3 separate regions of the Mus musculus genome follow, and regions 2 and 3 are each linked to region 1. A link is a contact called in public ChIA-PET and HiChIP or PLAC-seq data. All regions are on one chromosome and are shown on one strand. The core of a region is the stretch at or near the end of the contact, and the rest is flanking DNA. Distances in the headings are between cores, read along the strand shown.

Region 1 (4,639 bases), core at 888-3,387:
ATTAATAAATTAAACTTTTTTGTAGGTAGTAAATACAGGAGAGTCCATATAGGGTGATCTGGGGTTTTTTGCACCCATTAGGAATACTGGAACACATCATTATGGATTAAAAAAAGGAATTCTGGATATGGACATGGAAATCACATGATGAAGGAAATGCACTTTAGCAAAATCAGTAAGATTAGGAACAATTTTAACGTCTCTTAGTAGGGAATCAGGAAATCTATATACTGGGGTACTTGGTAGCCTTATTTTAAGAATGAGGAAACATTTATATACCATTGGGATAATTTACAGCCAAGAGCAGCACTAGCTCTAGCACTAGGGAGGTTGAGACAGGAAAACTGCCACAAGTTTGAGGTTAGCCTGGGTTGCATAGTGAATTCTGGGGCAGACTGAGCTATGGTATAAGACCCTGTCTATAAAACATAGACCAAAAACAGAGATTTTTTTTTCCAAGCTACATTAGGGAAAAAGGGCAAAATGAAGAACTGCATTTGTAGTTTGCTATTAGATAGATGGTGTACAAATATATACATGTAAAATAGAGATGCATTATAGCTGCATACATTTATATATTTATATGTATTATAACACATTAATTTTAATTAAATTACATATTGAGGTAATTGTGATGGCTCACAATTTATGTCAATCCTTCCAGCATTTCAGTGGCTGAAGAACAGATAAAGTTCAAGACCAGTCTGGACTGTAGTATGAAATCCTATCTAAAAAAAAACTCACGATGGGGGAGGAATTCACAACATACTGGTTTTATTTATATAATAAGCACTATTTATATAATAGTGTGTGTCAAATAAATATACATTATGTTGCATATTATATTTATTTAATATCAAGTATATGGATGTTGCTCACATGTATGTATGTATGTGAACTAGCCTGTGGAGGTATCAGATCACCTGGAATTTGAAGAGCTATAGTGTGGGGGCTGGGGACTGAACTCAGGTCTTCTGCAAGAGTAACAAGTGGTCTTAACAGCCGACTCATCTCTCTACCCCCATATATGTATATTTTTAATTTTATGTTTTTGCTTATAGACTATTTCTGGGCACAGAGTCAAGGGATGGAGATAGAGACCACTAGAAACATGCATAAAGTTAGGTGTATTAATTTCTGTAGCAAGAAAAACTCTATACCAGAGAAACTGAATAGAAGAGAATTAGTAGAAGAGTATTAGTAGAAGAGAAGATGGATGAATTTTTACAGTATTTAGGCCTCTGCTCAATGACTGAGTTATCTAAGGCAGGTAAGCATCAACTCTGAAAAGAATATGTTAGCCAACGAAACAGTGAGAAACGAAGCAGGGTTGCGGCACTCTTGGTAAATAAGAATTAAGAACTGGAAGAAGGATGCTAGACGCGGCATGGCTTTACGAAGGTAACTGTTTTCTGGTGGTCTGGCCATTTGCCCTGTCTGTGTCTTAGGTATTTTATTTACCATTTATAGTGAGTGCTTCACTTTCTCAGTCTGCAACCTTGTTTGTTAAAAAACCAAAGCATTAACACAGAATGAAAATAAACATTCTCCGCGAACTTAAACATGGATCACCATTTTTTGATATAGATTTTAAAAAACTTTTTGTTTTCCTTTTCAGCCCAAATTGTCTGCATTTCCACTCTCCATCGGGAGCTTCACTCTTTTTTTTTTTTTTTTTAACTTTTCTATGGAGGCAGAGTGCACAGGGTCTTTTACGGAGATATGTGGTAGAAAGGAGACTATTTAGAGCTAGCAAGAACCTTGAGAAAGTGATAGGGTCGATGTCTGAATGTTGTTAGCTACAGACACAGCACTCAACACTTCAGATCCTCATTCCTCTCGGTCTCATGGTCCTTTACGCCCACGATAAGACCTGCAACTGTGGACGCCACAGCAAAACTCTCTGCCAGCTTTACTTCGCCTTACATGCCCTGGCATCTTTACTTAAAAGCCTCGCCACCTTTTAAGCCCCAGCCCTGGGTCATTCGGAGCGTTGATCCTGCGCCCCTTCTCCTGATTAGTCAGCGGTCACAACTTCTCTCCGGGGCGTGGACAAGCTCCGGGCCGGATCCGGCTCGGGATGATGACGACATCGGCTGGCGACGGTGGCGGCAGCTTTAGCGGCCTTGCGGCGGGGTAGGACTTCCGGGCCGTAGGCCTGACTCCTCAGAGCTGCTGTCATGGCGGGTGCTCTGTGGGGTTTCTTCTCCGTCCTGCTTCTGTTATTATCAGGAGATGCCCACAGCTCGGAGGTGCCTGGGGCTGCTGCCGAGGGCCCGGGAGGTAGTGGGGTCGGCCTGGGAGATCGTTTTAAGATCGAGGGACGTGCGGTTGTTCCGGGGGTGAAGCCTCAGGACTGGATCTCCGCGGCCCGAGTGCTGGTAGACGGAGAAGAGCATGTCGGCTTCCTTAAGTGAGCATCCCGAGGGCAGCAGGAAAGCGATTGGGGCGGACGCTGGAAGGGTATCCAGCTAGGACAGCTGTCAGGACCCTCAGTGTAGCTGTCAGAAACTGAAGGCACCGGCGCCACTAACGGTTTGTGCTGGGAGACCTTGAGAGGCAGTCAGGTACTTCAGCAACGAGGATGGCGGACAGTGGTCCCAGGCGCCCGAGACCTATGCGGTCATTTATTTGTAGCCGTATTTTGGCTCCAGTGTGAGACAGATCATACTTGGGCCCAGGGGAGTCTCATTTATCTGTTGGGTTTTACCCGCTTTGCATTTTGTCTAGTGTTTCTGAAACCTAGTTGCTTTCTCCATGTCACTCTTCTGATAGCTTGGTGTTGTGTAGAAAGATGCTGAACAAGTGGGAATTGTCAAAGCCCAAAGGGCTCCCAGTGATGACATAGACTGTAAGGCTAATGGTCCTGCTTCTAAAATTAATGGGCCCAGAAGTCCCTAATCAAAGAGTGCTTTTTTGGGGCCCGAGTTTGTGATTATTGTTCTTTTTACAATTGAATTCATCGAGGGATTTGCGATATCATAGTCGTCATTTAAGTCAGACCAGGGTTACTCGAGATTCCTTACGCCTAGTTGTTCTTTTCTTGTTCTTAAGAGTTTGTGATTTATGTTTAGATTGGAAGGTGGGTTGAATTTCTTAATGCTTTGTCAGCAGTCCGTTTTCATTCTTCAAGCCACGAATATGTTTTAAATTTTGCCATCAGTATTTGGAGTTGAAACTATGAGTTGAAAGAAAATATTTCTTTGCTGGCTTTATAGACCAACTTCAACCATACATCTTAAATGTGGATGTTTCAACTTGAATTGCTTATTTCTGCAGATTGTTGATGTTCCCTTGTGGGATATTCAACCTCAGATTAATAAATAATGGCAAGTTGACAACCAATATTTTAATGTTATTTGGCATTAGGGTATTGTTTAAATTTTGTCCTAATTAATGTTTCATTAGTAATAAATTCCCACTAGGATGTGGGAGGTAAGGCTTAATTGAGTAGTCAACTTCTGCCGTATGCAGCACATTTGAAAACCTCCTATTTTTATTTTGAAGATATTTTACAACTTAATATAGATTGTTAGATATGTTTAGCCTTGCACAGTGACATAGACCTAGCATCTCAGCTACTCAGGAATCGGAAGCAGAAGGACCATAAGCTAAAGGGTACTCTGAACTATTTCGTTGAGACCCTGTCTCAAAGAAGAAGGAAAAAAAGCTGGTGGTACAGTGTTGTGGTGGGACTTAGTATGCAAGAGGTCCAAGTACAAATAAATAAATGTTTATTGAAGAAAATATAAATAAGATATTTTCTTTTTAAAAGATGCAACAGAAAGATAATAACCTTTAATGTTTTATAGTAAATTTTTTTCTGACTCTGTAGAATCATATGACTTGTCTTTAAGAGTAAAGCATATAAGACCATAATTTTCATTTAACATTTATGAACATGTTTTTATTCATGCTCTTATATTCATATAGAGGGCTAATTGAGAGTCGATGTGGTTTTTATGGTGATAGTCTTTTTTTTTTTGTTTGTTTTTAGGCTTTTTATTTTTTGGCTTTTTGAGACAGGGTTTCTCTGTGTAGCCCTTTGCTGTCCTCGAATTCACTTTGTAGACCAGGCTGGCTTTGAACTCAGAATTTCGAATGCCTCTACCTCCCAAGTGCTGGGATTAAAGGAATGCGCCACCACTGACCGGCTTATGGTGATAGTGTTGTTGGAAATAGGCTTGGTAATTTGTCTTATTTTTTTGAATAACCAGCACACAAGTTTGACTATATTTTTGGTTTCTAGGGAAGTAGCTTGGAACTTTACTAATGGAGGTGAGAGGAAGTGGGTTAAAGAGCACTTAAGCCACTTTTCATATCATAATGTGCATATAAATCACAACTCGCTTTTCCAGTCTTCTGCTTTTGGACAGTTAGGTGGTTGCCAGGTGTTTTGTTTTGTTTTGTTTTGTTTTATTTTGTTTTGAAATTATAAGCTTATATACTACTTACTTGTGACTTTTTAAAAAATAATTATTTATTTATAATACTGTAGCTGTCTTCAGACACACCAGAAGAGGGCATCAGATCCCATTACAGATGGTTGTGAGCCACCATGTGGTTCCTAGGATTTGAACTCAGAACCTCTGGAAGAGCAGTCAGTGCTCTTAACTGCTGAGCCATCTCTCCAGCCCTT
Region 2 (4,326 bases), core at 297-2,796, 55 kb after region 1:
AAAGTATTACTGTGAAAATGACCAGTTTAGCTTTGACATGATGGCATCATAAAAACACCATGTTTATGTAGTACTGTGTCTGCTTGCTATGTCCATGTTTGTATAAGGAAGCAAATGTCTCCTATGTATTATCCTTCTTTCTACTCTCCTCTGATGGGGGCTCCTGTGGCCCTTGCATTTGAGTCGGAGCAATGAGATACTAGTTTGGTGCACCTCTAATTTGGGGTCAGGGAGTCGTTCGTCTGCAGGCGGCTAGTCTGTTATGAATGCTCAGGGACTCTGGAATAGTGGCAATTGCAGGGTCCTCGGTTCTCCCCAGGTCTCCTGCCTTTCATTTCACTGTTGGTTTTACTGCAGCAGCAGGCTCTCAGGTCACAGTTGTGTTTTATATCAGAATCATTATCTTGCTCAGGTATACATTTTACCTTGTGCTTTAGCTGCTTAGAGATTTCAAGCTAACTGGAGAAGCTTCTATGAACTTACTCCATGGGACAATAAAAGAATATTAGGCTTTCCCACGCTAACCCTGCTCACACTTTGAGTGCTCGTTCTAGCCCCCAAGCCCTCATCAGTCTCTGGTATTAGTCACTCATTAGCAGATCTCACTCACTAAATAACTTAACTCAGCCAGCATCTTTGGGCCTTCAGAAGTTTATAGAGATGGCAGCCTCTAGGCTTCAGGCCACATTTTGTAATCTCTAGATTTTGATATAAATGGCCATTTTCTTTTTTTTGTTTTTCTTTTTGTTTTTGTTTTTCGAGACAGAGTTTCTCTGTATAGCCCTGGCTGTCCTGGAACTCACTTTGTAGACCAGGCTGGCCTCGAACTCAGAAATCCACCTGCCTCTAATTATTATTATTTTTTCGAATTTTCTTGTTTTTATAGTGAGACTTATGATATTTGAGGGCTGAAAGAGATCTTGGAAGGCCTATTTAGTCCATCCTTTTAGGAAACTTTATGCAGTTTCATTTAGGTGAGAATTATTGACTAATATGAAATTTGTTGGGTGAATGGTTGATGACCAAAGTAAAGTTGCAGAAATGTCCTAAATAGAAATGGGGTCATATCTGTACTGTGAGTGGGCAGACCCGCCACTCAGCCCTCTGTCAGTTCACATTGTTAGTTGTGCTGGGGTTTCCTTTTGTCTGTCTGTCAACTGATGTGTTGTAACTATGTTCAGGTGACCACATACAGTATATTTTAGTCAAGACCTATTTGACTGAGCATTAAGCAACATTGGAAATTAAAAACAAATCTATAAGTAATTTAAGAAAAGCAAGGAAAAAGCCAGACAGAAGATGGACTCTTCTGCATGCTCCCAGGCCAGGCCTTGTCAATAAATTGACACAATATAAAGAAAGCGTGTGCTGGTAGCTTCTAATGATGTAGGGTAAGGGGCAGGTAGAACCCATTGGGAACTTGCTGTAAGAAATAAGCTTTAAAGGAGTTTGTTTTGGAGGGCGTGGGTCTAGAAGTAGTCTGTGTGGTTTGGGCGTGGTGGCATATGCCTGTGACCTCAGTGCTGGGGGGTGGGGGGAGGGCGGGCTGAAACATCTGAATCTGAGAGCCTGAGCTTCATGATAAGATTTTCTCAGAAACAGAACAGGACCAGCCCTTTCAACAGTGTGTGAGTGTGTGTGTATGTGTGTGTGTGTGTGTGTGTGTGTGTGTGTGTGAGACATAGAAAATGAAATGTATTGAAATGGAAAGGTAGACATGCTGACTTAATAAAATTGGTTACCAAAAAATAAAATGTATTAATATAATAGAGGAATGAACTGGGAATATGTGTCCTTTGGTACTCTCTAGGTGATGAAAGGGGTTTTTCTAGGTGGTACTTGGGACTTTGAATGTAGGTCCTTGTGTGTACTATACAAGTAGCCTAAATGTGGGTTTTAAATTTTATCTTAATTTTCATCTTCATCATCTTCTACATTTCTGTGTTAGTAAAGTGCTTTAAAAATACTTTAGTTGATTTTTTGAGAATTTCACATAATGTGTTTTGATCATATTCATCCCTTAAATTTGACCCTGACCCCTTCCAGATCCTCCCCCACCTCCCTGTTCTCCCCTCAACCCCAGTAATCTATTGAGTCCAATTGGTGCTGCCCATAAACTCCTTTTTTTTTTTCTTTTTTTTTTTTCCATTTTTATTAGGTATTTAGCTCATTTACATTTCCAATGCTATACCAAAAGTCCCCCATACCCACCCACCCCCACTCCCCTACCCGCCCACTCCCCCTTTTTGGCCCTGGCGTTCCCCTGTACTGGGGCATATAAAGTTTGCGTGTCCAATGGGCCTCTCTTTCCAGTGATGGCCGACTAGGCCATCTTTTGATACATATGCAGCTAGAGTCAAGAGCTCCGGGGTACTGGTTAGTTCATAATGTTGTTCCACCTATAGGGTTGCAGATCCCTTTAGCTCCTTGGGTACTTTCTCTAGCTCCTCCATTGGGAGCCCTGTGATCCATCCAATAGCTGACTGTGAGCATCCACTTCTGTGTTTGCTAGGCCCCGGCATAGTCTCATAAGAGACAGCTACATCTGGGTCCTTTTGATAAAATCTTGCTAGTGTATGCAATGGTGTCAGCGTTTGGATGCTGATTATGGGGTGGATCCCTGGATATGGCAGTCTCTACATGGTCCATCCTTTCATCTCAGCTCCAAACTTTGTCTCTGTAACTCCTTCCAAGGGTGTTTTGTTCCCACTTCTAAGGAGGGGCATAGTGTCCACACTTCAGTCTTCATTTTTCTTGAGTTTCATGTGTTTAGGAAATTGTATCTTATATCTTGGGTATCCTAGGTTTTGGGCATAAACTCCTGATAGTGAGGCTCTCCAGCGGAGCATGGTGAGCCTACCAGGAGCCACAGCCTTAAAGGAAGCTGACTCTTTGTCTCCAGGAAGCCATCCCCCGTCCGTAGGCCTTACTTTGTAATCTAGGCTACTTCCAATTCATGAGGATGGTGGAATTTTGAGTATGTGCTACCATACCCAGCTAGTTGGATTTTTCAAAAATTCATGCTTAACACTTGTATATAAATAGTTGGCTTGAATATATTTCACTAGTTTTCTTTTCTTGATAAGGATATTATAACCTTTTGGACTTTTTTTGAATTAAGTATTTACGTTTTACAAGCGTTTTTTTCTTTAAATATCACCTCATTTATTATGGAAAGTTTCAAATATACAACACCACATAGGCTAACTGAATAACGAATTGCTACTCCTCCGTTCCCATCTTGGCAGTAGTCATGTGAGTAGTTTATTTCTGGCCGCCATTCCTCTCCACACACCATTTTTTTTTAAAGATTTATTTATTTTGTATGAGTACATTGTTACTCTCTTCAGAGACACCAGAAGAGGGCATGGAATGTCATTACAGATGGCTGTGAGCTACCATGTGGTTGCTGGGAATTGAACTCAGGACCTCTGGAAGAGCAGTCAGTGCTCCTAACCTCTGAGCCATCTCTCCAGCCCCTCCACACACCATTTTGAACCAGCTTCCAGATCTTTCATCTTTTCACTTAAGGTTGACTGTTTGTACCTAATGCATGAGAACATTAGAAATTTATAATATCACTATCAAGCAGTAAGTGGTATTACCAACTCATTCTTTTTTTCTTTTCTTTTTTTTTTCCTTTTTTCTTTTTTGTTTTTTTCAAGACAGGGTTTCTCTGTGTAGCCCTGGCTGTCCTGGAACTCACTCTGTAGACCAGGCTGGCCTCGAACTCAGAAATCCGCCTGCCTCTGCCTCCCGAGTGCTGGGATGAAAGGAGTGCGCCCCCATGTCCGGCTACCAGCTCATTCTTAATGACATTCTCTCTCTCTCTCTCTTTTTAAACCCATCTGCTGGCCAACTTCCTTCTTTCTTTTTTTTCAAAGATTTATTTAATTACTATATCTACACACACTGTAGACACTGTCTCTGTCTTCAGACACACCAGAAGAGGGCGTCGATCTCATTACAGATGGTTGTGAGCCGCCATAGGGTTGCTGGGATTTAGATTCAGGACCTTCAGAAGAACAGGCAGTGCTCTTAACCACTGAGCCATCTCTCCAGCCCCCTTAATGACATGCTCAAATGTCTAATCATTATTCACATTCCCTCAGCTGTTCTCAGAATAACTGTTTCCTCTGGCTAGACTATTGGAATGGAGATAAGTTCCCTGTCTTACATTATGAATCATATGTAAGAGAGATTGGCAGGGGTGGGGGAGTTGCTATACTAGGGATGGATCCTGGGACCTTCTGCCACTGACACCACCTAAGCCCATTAAGTTTGTTTAATCTATCTCTTTTTTCTCTTCTGCCACCATTTAAAAAA
Region 3 (4,520 bases), core at 98-2,597, 61 kb before region 1:
CACACAGAGAGGTCAGTGCCTGACACCCAGCAGATCTCTTACGAGATTACTTAACATTACTGTAGTGGTGCATTTCCTTCCCAGCCCTCCTCCTGCCCCATTAGAAATAACAGGGACTCCTCATGTGTATTTCCTCTTTTTTTGAGGGATTATCTCTTACAGCCCAGGCTAGTCTTAAACTTGCTCTATAGTAGAAGATGACCTTAAACTCCTGATCTTCCTTCTCCTGCCTCTTAAAACCTAGAACTATAAGTATGAACCACTGTTCTTGGCTTCTCACTCTTAAAAAAATAAGAAATAAAAAGTACCCCAATAGTATGGTACCTGATAATGAGGGTGTTCTGTGCTTAGATAGTTTAGTGTGTGTGTGTGTATATATATATGTGTGTGTGTGTGTATATATATATGTGTGTGTGTGTGTGTGTGTGTGTGTGTGTGTGTGTGCGAGTCCAAAGACACTGGTAGCCAAGACTGGGAATCAGAGCTAAAGAACATAATTGAATGTCTCAGAACCTTTTAGGTATACTAGATTTCCAATAAATACTTTAACATGCAGTGTAACCAGGTTTACTTGAACAAAGTAAGGCATCCTTAAAATGTATGTAATTTATACTTGGCTTAGTCAGGGTAGTATTGCTTTGATGAAACGCCATGATCAGTAAGCAAATTGGGGAGGAAAAGGTTTCTTTGACTTACACTTCCACATTGCTGTTCATCGCCAAAAGAAGTCTGGTCAGGAACCTGACACAGAGGCCATAGAAGGAGTGCTGCTTATGGCTTGCTTGTCCTGGCTTGCTCAGCCTGTCTTTTTATAGAACCCAGCATTACCAACCCAGGCATGGCTCCACCCATAGTGTCCCCCATTGATTACTAATTGTGAAAATGCCCTACAGTTGGATCTCATGGAGCCATTTTCTCAACTGAGGCTCCTTTCTCTGTGAGGACTTTGTGTCAAGTTGACATACAAAACCAGCCAGTTCAAAACATAACTTTGGAAAATTCTGTATTTGTATTTTCTCCATAAACACTATAGTTGTTATTACATAGGATGATTTATAGGGATCAGGAGAAGACCTGTAGTGGGAAACAAAGAACTAATTATTTTTACAGTATTTTAAAAAATATTTATCTATTTATTTAATGTATAAGAGTTCTCTGTCACTGTCTTCAGACACACCAGAAGAGGGCATCATATTCCATTACAGATGGTTGTGAGCCACCATGTGGTTGCTGGAAAATGAACTCAAGACCTGGAAGAGTAGTCAGTACTCTTAACTCTCTAAGCCATCTCTCCAGCCCATTTCTACAGTATTTTAGGCTTGAAGTGATGGGGCTTTTCTGACAGTAGAAAAGGGAAGTCAGAATGGAATTAGGAAATATTTTGATGGAAGATTCTAGAATCTTAGTGGCTTGGTGAAAGGAAAGGAAGAAGAATAAAAATAACTCCCCAGTTTCTAGTTGGAGAGAATTTTGGTTGTTAGTAATTCAAGTATGATAGGAGGTACCATTATTGAACTGACAATTGAAGAGATCTGTTTTAGACATGTTGATTAAAAACTAGTGGTGGGTGTGGAAACCAGTTTGGTACAGAAAAAGTTACAACAGAGCCTAGATCTAGAAAAGTAACTGAGTCTGTGAAAACATGCCCCCTCAATGTTCGTGTAGGGAGAAAAGAGTTGTTGAAGGAAAAGTGACTCAAAGAAGGGAAGTGAGCAAGGAGAGTCCGCAGAGTTGTGTGGGAAGCTGAGGATCATGGACTGGTGAAACAGCTGACTAGTGATGAAGGAATAGCCTTAACATTGGCCTGGGAGCTCTCCATTGAACATCGACTGCTAAAAGGTTTCTGGTAGGGGTTTTATTTATTGCAGTGGGGAAGGTAATTTGTTTTTCTTTTTCATTTTTTTTTCTTTTTTTCATTCTTTGATGTTATTTGTTTTGTTTTGTCTTGTTTTGCCTTTTGAGACAGTCTTACTATGTAGTCCAGACTGGCCTTGAACTCACAATTCTCAGTCTCTTGCTTTAGCCTCCAGGGTACTGTAATTATAGACTGTCACTATTCCTGGCTCCCATATAGTTGTAAGCGATAGACTTACACATGAGAAAACAGAATAAGGCAAAATTGTAAAGGGTTAAAGACCAATTGGAAGCTAAAAAGCACTCATTGTAGAAATTTGGCAGGAAAGGAAAACAGAAAGAGTATAGGAGCTGATAGGAGAAACTGGAGCATGCTTGAAAGCAGGCACAGGGGAATCGGTTCAAAGTGAGAAAACAAAGAGAAAAAAAATGAAGCAAGTGGGCAGAAGTAAGAAAATTAGATTATATTGTCCTAATTTTGGAAAAGTTAAAAGGACTGATCGCATTTAAAAAAATCATACTTTTAGAAAATAGAAAAAAAGTAAGTTATTGAGAAGATGGAAGATGGCCCATAGTCCCTCTAGCAATAACTTTAATTAAAGCTGTGTTGTGTTGTTTTACAATGCTTGGGATTGAATTTAGGCCCTCAAGCATGCTAGGCAAGCACTCTACCATAAGAGCTGTGTCTCCATCCCCAACTTAAGTTTGGTAATTTCTTTTAACTAATTAAACATACTTTTAAACAGACTTGTAACATAAGCATTCACAGGGTACACGTGCTATTTTAATGCATGTACACATTTTGTGTTGTTGAATCAGGTTGCACATATCTCCTTGAACACTTACCCATTTCCTTAGGGTGAAAATATTCCGAATCTCTTCTGCTTGACTTTTGAGATACACAGTACATAATTGTTACCTACGGTCACTCTGCTATCCCAGAACTTCGTATCTCATATTTACCTACAACTTAGAGCCTATTGATCAGCCCAGGTCTTCCTTCTGCTCTCAGCCTCTGTAAGGTCAGCTTCAGTAGATTCCACATAGGAAATTACAAGTTATTTGTCCTTTTGTCTCTGGTTTATTTCACTTACAAAATCTCTGTTTTTATACAGGTGGCATAAGTTGTAAGACTTCATCCTCTGTGGTATTCCATTGCTTATATTTACCACATTTTCTTTATTCATTCACTAATAAATAGATTATTTCCATTTCCTGGCTATTGTGAATAGTGCTACAGTAAACAGAGAGAAGTACAGTTTTCTATGGCAAACTGAACTGTTTCTTTTGGATAAGTACCCACTGTTGGAACTGCAGAATCATCTGAGCATTTTTTATTATTTTGAAGAATTTTTGTACTTTTTTTTTTTTTTTTTTTTTTTTGGTTTTTCGAGACAGGGTTTCTCTGTATATCCCTGGCTGTCCTGGAACTCACTCTGTAGACCAGGCTGGCCTCGAACTCAGAAATCCGCCTGCCTCTGCCTCCCGAGTGCTGGGAGTGCTGGGATTAAAGGCGTGAGCCACCACGCCCTGCTTGTACTTTTTTAATAATGATTATGCAATATACAGTCCCATCATTGGTGTGCAACAATCTCTTTTATTTTGTAAAATTTTTATTTATTTAGTGTGTGTGTGTGTGTGTGTGTGTGTGTGTGTGTGTGTGTGTAGGAGGTTGGGGTTGAGTGCATGTGTGTCTTAGTCAGAGGACAACTCTTGAGGGATTGGTTCTTTCCTAACTTTACGTGGATTCTGAGGCTACATCATGGAGGTAGGTCATCAGGTTTGTGTAGCAAGATCCTTACTACTTAGCTATCTCACCACTCCAAGGGGTTCCCTTTTCTATATATCCTTGCTAGTACTTGTTTTCTGTACTTTCTGATTCTCGGTATTCCTAATGAAATATAGTAATAATCCAGTATGGTTTGATTTGCATTTCCCTGATGATTAGTGATGTTAGCTAGCACTTTAATCCTCCTGCTGACTGTTGGTCAGTTTAGGTTGTGTTAGCTGCCACTGCTGTGACATTCAGAATACCCGAGAAAGCCACCTGAAAAGAGCAGAAGTTTACTTTGGCTCACTTTCAGAGGTTGTAGGTTGTGATTACTTGACTCCAGTGCTATGGTCCTGTTGCAAGACAGGAAATTTTGGTCTGCAGAACCTTGTAGAGCAAAGCTGTTTATTTCACTGTGACCAAGAAGAAAGAAGACAGGGGAGTGACCAGGGGCTAAGAGATAAGAAGTAGGCTGTCAGTGACCTACTTCCTCCAGACTCCACAGTAGGCCCTATCTTCTTCAATACAGAAGACTTTCAGGGACATTCTAGGTCCAAAGTGCAATAAGATTCAGAGCCCAATCTTAATTGAGCTGCTTGATTTTCTTTTCTTTTTCTTTCTTTCTTTTTTTTTCTTTTCTTTTCTTTTCTTTTCTTTTCTTTTCTTTTCTTTTCTTTTCTTTTCTTTTCTTTTCTTTTCTTTTCTTTTCTTTTTTTTGAGACAGGGTTTCTCTGTGTATCCCTGGCTGTCCTGGAACTCACTTTGTAGACCAGGCTGGCCTAGAACTCAGAAATCCGCCTGCACCTCTGCCTCCCAAGTGCTGGCATTAAAGGCGTGCGTCACCACTGCCCGGCTTTGATTTTCTTTTTTTCTTTTTCTTTTTACTATTGTATTT

Evidence for each region. ChIA-PET counts read pairs in DNA pulled down with a chosen protein or histone mark. HiChIP or PLAC-seq counts read pairs in DNA pulled down with a chosen protein or histone mark.
Region 2: a contact with region 1 is called in an RNA polymerase II ChIA-PET map of memory CD8 T cells, with 142 read pairs. The contact joins the enhancer-like site here to the promoter of Emc7 in region 1. A contact is called at or near these places in 1 of 15 datasets of contacts at CTCF or cohesin (embryonic stem cells), 1 of 484 Hi-C or Micro-C datasets (CD8 T cells), 5 of 115 datasets of contacts at active chromatin or transcription factors (the SCID.adh cell line, effector CD8 T cells, embryonic stem cells and 1 more) and 1 of 9 other capture datasets (adipose tissue).
Region 3: a contact with region 1 is called in an H3K4me3 HiChIP or PLAC-seq map of bone marrow-derived macrophages, with 5 times the contacts expected there. The contact joins the enhancer-like site here to the promoter of Emc7 in region 1. A contact is called at or near these places in 15 of 39 promoter capture datasets (the 3T3-L1 cell line, 3T3-L1-derived adipocytes, the C10 cell line and 10 more), 2 of 15 datasets of contacts at CTCF or cohesin (CD8 T cells and the NIH/3T3 cell line), 53 of 484 Hi-C or Micro-C datasets (the 3T3-L1 cell line, 3T3-L1-derived adipocytes, the 63-12 cell line and 38 more), 28 of 115 datasets of contacts at active chromatin or transcription factors (the 230-238 cell line, CD8 T cells, DN3 thymocytes and 17 more) and 3 of 9 other capture datasets (adipose tissue, liver and pancreatic islet).

Annotation. Positions count from the first base shown.
Region 1 is chr2:112,452,888-112,457,526 of GRCm38.p6, forward strand. Emc7 (ER membrane protein complex subunit 7) reads left to right here and starts at 2,138. Exons shown (of 5, transcript NM_133749.2): 1 at 2,138-2,413. The coding sequence starts at 2,181.
Region 2 is chr2:112,508,820-112,513,145 of GRCm38.p6, forward strand. The region is part of intron 1 of Aven (apoptosis, caspase activation inhibitor); the gene reads left to right. It also overlaps a transcript of Chrm5 not described here. Among named protein-coding and RNA genes, the nearest start is that of Gm22676, 10 kb to the left of the region's middle. Within about 2 kb of position 1,547, at least 39 of the 459 cell types and tissues checked have an H3K27ac peak or open chromatin away from gene starts, as enhancers often do. A contact at or near this core is called in CD8 T cells, effector CD8 T cells and memory CD8 T cells, where this site is marked.
Region 3 is chr2:112,392,819-112,397,338 of GRCm38.p6, forward strand. All of the region lies in intron 1 of Katnbl1 (katanin p80 subunit B like 1), which reads left to right. Among named protein-coding and RNA genes, the nearest start is that of Katnbl1, 16 kb to the left of the region's middle. Within about 2 kb of position 1,348, at least 10 of the 459 cell types and tissues checked have an H3K27ac peak or open chromatin away from gene starts, as enhancers often do. A contact at or near this core is called in bone marrow-derived macrophages, hematopoietic stem and progenitor cells and peritoneal macrophages, where this site is marked.